Linked DNA regions of Mus musculus: region 2 is linked to region 1. Evidence: chromatin contacts called from public Hi-C data. All regions are on one chromosome and are shown on one strand. Each heading gives the region's core, a stretch centred on a gene start, on an enhancer-like site or on the middle of the called end of the contact. The rest is flanking DNA. Distances are from core to core; before and after follow the strand shown.

Region 1 (3,398 bases), core at 606-3,105:
GGCTTTGCCAGTGGCTGGCAAATACAGAAGTGGATGCTCACAGTCATCTATAGGATGAAACACAGGGCCCCCAATGGAGGAGCTAGAGAAAGTACCCAAGGAGCTGAAGGGGTCTGCAACCCTATAGGCAGAACATCAATATGAACTAACCAGTACCCCCAGAGCTCGTGTCTCTAGCTGCATACATAGCAGAAGATGGCTTAGTTGGCCATCATTGAGAAGAGAGGCCCCTTGGTCTAGCAAACTTCATATGCCCCAGTATAGGGGAACGCCAGGGCCAAGAAGTGGGAGTGGGTGTGTAGAGGAGCAGGGCTGGGGGAGGGTATAGGAGACTTTGGGATAGCAATTGAAATGGAGATGAAGAAAATATCTAATAAAAAAAATGGCAAGTGTGTGGGGGCGGGGTGGAGAGAATGGCGACACAGACAAAGTGCTTGCTATTTTTCCAAAGAACTTGGGTTCATATGTAAGCTGGATGCTGGGGTAAAAACTGGGGAGCTGGATGCTAATAGTTAGTACTTGGGAGACAGAGGTGGGAGGGTCACAAGTTCAAGGCCAACCTGAACTACACAGTGAGCTCAAATTGAGTTTGGGCAACCCAGTAGGATTCTGCTCTCGACTCCTCATACACACACAAAAGTGTTCCTACCATGACCAGTGTTATCATCATCCCCATCCTTCACAGAACTATTTTCTTCAGAAAAACCAAAACTCTGTTCCTCACACCATCACCAGCCCATGGAATTCTATAACGTTCTCGGTGAACTTGGCTATTCTAGGAGCCTCTTATAAGTGGTATCAAGAAATATTTTCTCTTTGTAGCTGACTGAATTTGCTTACTATAATGTCCTTAAGTGTCAGAATTTTCTTCCCCTGAAAGGCCAACTAATATCTCACTATATATACATCGAATTTTAATTATGCTGTGCAATAAAAAATGTAGTTTACATTATGATCTACTACATGCAAATATATTATTGAAATGATCTCATTGGTAGGTTTTTGTTCAATGTGTATTGTCTAAGTAAACATTATAGCTCCAAATCATACAACCTTTAGGTGAAGTGCTTGGACATGCTCATGTTTCTTTAAAACATAATCCTGTTACAACCCTCTAATCAATTTCACGACACAGTAATGGGCTCTGATCCCTAGTTTGTAAAGAAATGGTCTGTTTAGACAGTGAAGTTATCCAGGAAATCAGCAAGGCTTGGTGTGGAGTGGTGCCAGAACCCTGAATAAATCTGGATGGGCAAAAACTGCGGCGTGCATTTGTCTTCATGAATGACCTGCAACTGCAGTGCAAGCTATTAAATTTAGGCCCAGACTATCAGTTTGTATTAAGTATAAACAGAATAATTCAAGGGCATGCTGACTCTCTCCATCAGACTGCAGCTGGTACAGGTCTTTTGCTTGGATTTATTCGCTGCCAGTGACCATTGCTCCTCCTCCCCTTTCCTTTCTTCTTCCTCTTCTTCTCCTTCTCTTCCTCCTTCCTTCCCCCTCCTTTCCCTTCCCCTCCTCCTTGCCTTCCTCCTCTTTTTCAAATCTCCTTTGTCCCCAGGCTCCTCTCTGCTCTGGGAATGGGGAATAGGACCCAAGACAGGGATGGTGGCCGCTAGGTCTCCCAGAATCCCCAGAGGTCTAGAATACCACAAGGAGGAGCACTGTGTGTATTGGATGGTGTGTGAGGCGAGCCTCCAGGCTGCATGCACTCTAGGCTGTGCCTTGCCAAGAGTGGAGTGCAGCCTTTGGGAAGTACAGAGGATGGAGCACGGGCCTCCCATCAGGATGTTCAGAGCCTCTCACCATTGCCTTCCTGGGTCACTGCTCTCTCAGCTGTGTCTGTTAAATATTAACGACCCAATGTCCCCAGAGAGTCACTATCGTTAATTAGCTAATCTCTGTGGCATCTCACAGGGTGAGGTCAGGCAGTCAGCATGTGAATAGCAAAGAAAAATTAAGCAGGAGGGGAGGGGAATCTGGGCTCCGTCTCTATCTCTCTGGCCTCCCGTATTCTGTACAGCTGTGGCCGTCGAGGACACGGCCGATTCTACTTTTGGCACACAGGCCTAAGAGTGGTATAGGAGAGGTCACACTGAGCGCTCTCAGCTGAGGACTCGGAGTTTGCAAAGGTCCGGGAATGAGGAAGGATTTGACTTGTTCAGAAAAGCTGGTCTGAGGTTGTTCCCACCACAGACGTAGAAGTCAATGTCAGGCAGCTAGGTAGGGACTAGGTGGGAACTTGTCAGGATGTGGTAGGGGCTGTGTGATTTAACCAGCGAGAGGCATAGAGAACCTCAGGCTGGGCCATCTGGGTAGCGAAAACTTTATACCTTGAGAATACCTACAAAGCTGGGTGGCACAGCACTTGCCTGGCATCAAGGAGGCCCTGGGTTTTAGCCCCAGCACCAGGTAGAGGAAGGAGAGGGAGGGAAAATGGGGTGGGGAATGAATATCCATAAAATATGCTAATTGGATTGGAGGTTCAATTGTTCGAAAACTTAAAAGATTTTTATGCTACTCTTCTGCATATGGCTGTCCCTATTACTCAAGGTTCTGTTTGAGCAATGACTGTGTTTTACCCTTATAACCTAGTGAGGTAAAAGTGCTCAGGACGTCCTCATAGCTCTGTCCCAACCCCATAGCCTTTTCCTAGTTCTGCATGAACTAGTTCCTTCTAGAGAAGGAACCTGGATGTTCTCGCCCATACCTAGCTTTCTACACTACTCCCAGGTTACCCCCTCCAACCCTGTTTCCTCTGCTTAACCTTGCCAGCCCTTGCTTGCACCTGGCCTAGCTAGGAGAAAGGGCCCCTTGGGGTCCTCATACGTGGGTCTGCAGGGGTAGCACTGTGCCCTGTCAGCATGTCTGATGGGCATCGAGAATTTGGTTCTCTCTAAGAGAGAAGAATGAGGCTCGGTCTAGACTCACCCCACTGGCCAACCCAATGCCCCAGGACCCATTCCCAGCACCACAAACACTTTTAGACTAAGATGATTAAGCCTGACTGTTGGGCATGCCTGAAGGATTGTTTCAGCCCCCACACCTCCTAAGGGATGGGCTGCTGAGGGTCAGGATCAGCTACAGCCAATGGTAGAGCAAGACCCTGTCTCGAAAGAGGAAAAACGAACCAATCAGGGCTGGCCCACAGTTCAGTGAGTGGTAGCTGGTGTTAGGAACTTGGGAAGAAGCTGCTGGCACAAAGGCATTGGGAGCCTCTGCTCCTCAGACGCTGACCATCTGCTGAGGGATCCCAGGGCTGCTGAGAAGGCCCATTTAACCCAGGCCACTCTGCACACTGAAGACCACTGTTCTGTGCCGCCAAGGGCTGAGGAGGTGCCGCAGGGCATCCTGACCTAGTGAATGGTTGTCTTTGGGAGCCATGCTCTCTCCTC
Region 2 (3,146 bases), core at 418-2,917, 99 kb before region 1:
TTTTAACGGAAGGTGCAGTTGAGCATGATAAGGGCCGTTTTTTTTTTACACAGCACCCCATAGTGACGGGAGATGGGCGAGGGCCGGACAAGAACAGAGATCTCAACACAACTACATGGATACACGGATATCATTGCTTGTGTCATAGACAACACAGTCCACCTCTGTGCTCCTACAACCTTCTCTATGCAACTGATACATAGATTAAATATATAATAATCAGGTAAAATATCTCCATCATACACGGTGTAACTCTTTCTTTATGACACAGCGAGGCTAGCTGAGTGTGGTGGTCTACGCCTGTAGTCCCAGTATTTAGGGTGCTGAGGCAGGGGAATCCCAGGTCTGAGGTCACCTTGGACTAAACAATGCATTCCCTGCCAGCCGAAGCCAGACTAACTTAATACAAGCAAATAAACAGACAAAGATAAAATTAGGGAGTAGGAGCAAAACTAAGACAACACCAGTGTAGCTGGGTGTGGTGCACGCCTTTAACCCCAGCTTTTGGGAAGCAGAAAAGGGCAGGTCTCAGAATTTGAGGCCTGGATTGCATAGCAAGATCCAGGCCAGCCAGGGCTGTGTAATTAAGACCCTGTCTCTTAAAAAAAAAAAAAAAAAGACAATGACAATGACAACAAATATAGTCTAGGCTAGACAGAGGTAGGTGACACACTTCAGGGGCCAACTGCTATGGACTATTATTCTCCACAGCTCCCAAAAACAAAGACCTGGTTCCCTTTCCCACTCCTAGCTCTGTGGGCTACCATTTCTCAAGGTGGTCCCTGCAGGGGAAGTTCCTTCCCCAAGCTCGACTGGACCAGTGATGTGGCAAGACTACGGCAGACCCGTCCTGCCTGAAAACCATAATAAAGGCCTGAGTTCACTTTGCCCCATGTACCCAGGCACATGAAACTGAAAAAAAAGGGACACCTCAGGCTCTAAGCCCAAGCTGAAGTTCACTGTGACTCTGGCTGGCTGGGGTGGGGCTCCTTCGTTGACAGACAGGACCAACACCTGCTGGTGAGCTCTCTGCTCCTTAACCCCCTGGGGCTGTGTGACCAGTTTCCCTAAAAGGATAATGAAGAACCCACATTAGACCATCGATTCTTACTGACCCCCAGATCCTCCCAAATAAAACAACGGTCTCACAAAGGACTGGCACTGCGAGGAGCTGTACCCTGAGATCTGGTTGCCCTGGTAACACAGACCCACTACTCCAAACAGGGTCCTGAGAACTGAGGTGTCCTCCACACCAGCCTGGTGGCAGCAAGCAGAAGCCCCCCACCTCACCCAGGGTGCTGCCTGCCTAGCCCACCACATCGAAGACCACAAGCTGGGTAACTTTTCTGCCCAGAGATGGGAAGATGAAGGGATGGGAGAAAGGGGAGGCTATATTTAGTGAGCGGGCCGAGACAACAGGAATGGAATGAGTCACCCAAGCCCAGGCACTATTGCTCACCGTGGGGGTTGGCTAATCAGAAGTCAAGACAGGGAGGACCAGAGCCTAGCCAGGGGCAGTCTGCAGAAGAGCAGACCTTTCCCAGCTTGTGGGAACGACAGACAGACTCATAGAGGGACACAAAAGCAGACATGGAAGAGAAGTTAGGACAGGAGACGGGACTCAGCATCATCTGGAGACCTATTGTTGTGGGGACACTCCACACAACATAGAGTGTGAAATAGTTGCCAGCAAGAGCTGTAATGGATTCTCCTTAGAGAACCCTCTAGATGCCCAGAAGGCACAGAGGGAACTTTTGCCACTTTAACCAGGGCAAGCCTACTGACTTGCTTGCGTGGTCAGGTAAGGGAGATCGGATTTTACCTTAGTGGGAAAACAGCCCTACTTCTTGGAGGAAAAGTGGAAAAATGAGGCAGCTGGAGGTCAAGACCTTTCGAGAACAGCTAACACAGCATGCCTTCCATCCTGTGTTCCGCAGCACGAGGCCCCCTGTGCAGCCCATGACCCAGGCTGCCCATTCACTGGCCCAAACCCAGTCCTGGGAGATGCTTTGATTTGACCCAAAGAGGCTTGCTGTGAAGCACTGTTAAGTAGATAAATGGAGAACTTGGCAAGGCCTCCGAGCGCCACACACATGCAGACACACCCATTACATGCACGTGTGAGCACATGTGGGCACATGCACAGGGATGGAACACACACCTGCATCCCTAGATGACTGGGTAACACACATCGGACGGTCAGCAGACTATCATATATGGGGTGCACAGTAAAAGCTGACATTTAGGGTGTCAATGATATTTGTTTGACAAGGACCTCTAAACACCCTGTGCACAGAGCCCAGCCATCGTGGGAGGTGCGCGGCTGGCCTCAGGGAGCACTCCCAGGTTCTCACAACTGCCTATTTTTAGCCTCTGGTCTTTCCTGCCTTCTTCCCCAGGGAAGGCTCCTCCCTCTGCTTTCCAGCCCACTGCTCACCAGCAGGATCCTGACCCTGAGCGGGAAGGTGGGGCTGCAGGAGCCTCAGCAAGGCCTCCCTATGCCTCACACTTCAGAGTACAGGTGGAGAAGCCAGACCCAAAGCAGAGGGAAGAAATACTTTAATGTCTCATGACAAGGGCAAGGTGGGTGTGGACGAGAAACAGTGCGGGTGATGCCTGCTGTCTGTCCATCAAGGTTCAAAGCTTGGAGTCTGGCCTGCCCCCATCACTGCCCATGTTGATTGACACTACACCTTGCATTTCGAAGGTGAGGTTCTGCCCACCAAGACAGCAGTGACTCACCAGCCCAGATGGCTGTAATTCCAGCCACGTGACAGTGGTGCCACTTTCTATGGGCATGGTTGTCTGAGGAGGGAGGACACTTGGTGTTGCCTTGCTCTAGACCAGGGGTTCTCGACCTGTGGGTTGTGACCCCTTCAGAGATCAAACTACCCTTTCACAGGGGTCACATATCAGGTATCCTGCATATCCGATATTTACGTGACAACTCATAATGGTAGCAAAACTATAGTTGTGAAGTAGCAATGACATAATTTTATGGTGAGGGTCACCACCACATGAGAAAACTGCATTGAAGGTCGCAGCGTCAGGAAGGTTGAGACCAGCTGCTCTAGACTCCTACCCTGCTGTGCTCCTTGTGCTAAAGCTCTCAGTACGACGCACGTGCAGCTGTTACAGAATCACCA

Evidence for each region. A called contact is a pair of places that touch in the nucleus more often than the background predicts.
Region 2: a Hi-C map of uterus shows a contact between it and region 1, with 1.8 times the contacts expected there. The contact joins two enhancer-like sites. A contact is called at or near these places in 1 of 15 datasets of contacts at CTCF or cohesin (the NIH/3T3 cell line), 7 of 484 Hi-C or Micro-C datasets (the N1E-115 cell line, bone marrow-derived macrophages, embryonic fibroblasts and 4 more), 3 of 115 datasets of contacts at active chromatin or transcription factors (embryonic stem cells, extraembryonic endoderm stem cells and pancreatic cancer cells) and 2 of 9 other capture datasets (adipose tissue and pancreatic islet).

The regions. Positions count from the first base shown.
Region 1 is chr6:121,164,451-121,167,848 of GRCm38.p6, forward strand. It overlaps a transcript of Mical3 not described here. Among named protein-coding and RNA genes, the nearest start is that of Pex26, 18 kb to the right of the region's middle. Within about 2 kb of position 1,856, at least 56 of the 459 cell types and tissues checked have an H3K27ac peak or open chromatin away from gene starts, as enhancers often do. A contact at or near this core is called in the N1E-115 cell line, pancreatic islet and uterus, where this site is marked.
Region 2 is chr6:121,065,519-121,068,664 of GRCm38.p6, forward strand. All of the region lies in intron 1 of Mical3 (microtubule associated monooxygenase, calponin and LIM domain containing 3), which reads right to left. All of the region lies in intron 1 of Gm4651 (predicted gene 4651), which reads left to right. Among named protein-coding and RNA genes, the nearest start is that of Gm4651, 2.6 kb to the left of the region's middle. Within about 2 kb of position 1,668, at least 25 of the 459 cell types and tissues checked have an H3K27ac peak or open chromatin away from gene starts, as enhancers often do. A contact at or near this core is called in the N1E-115 cell line, pancreatic islet and uterus, where this site is marked.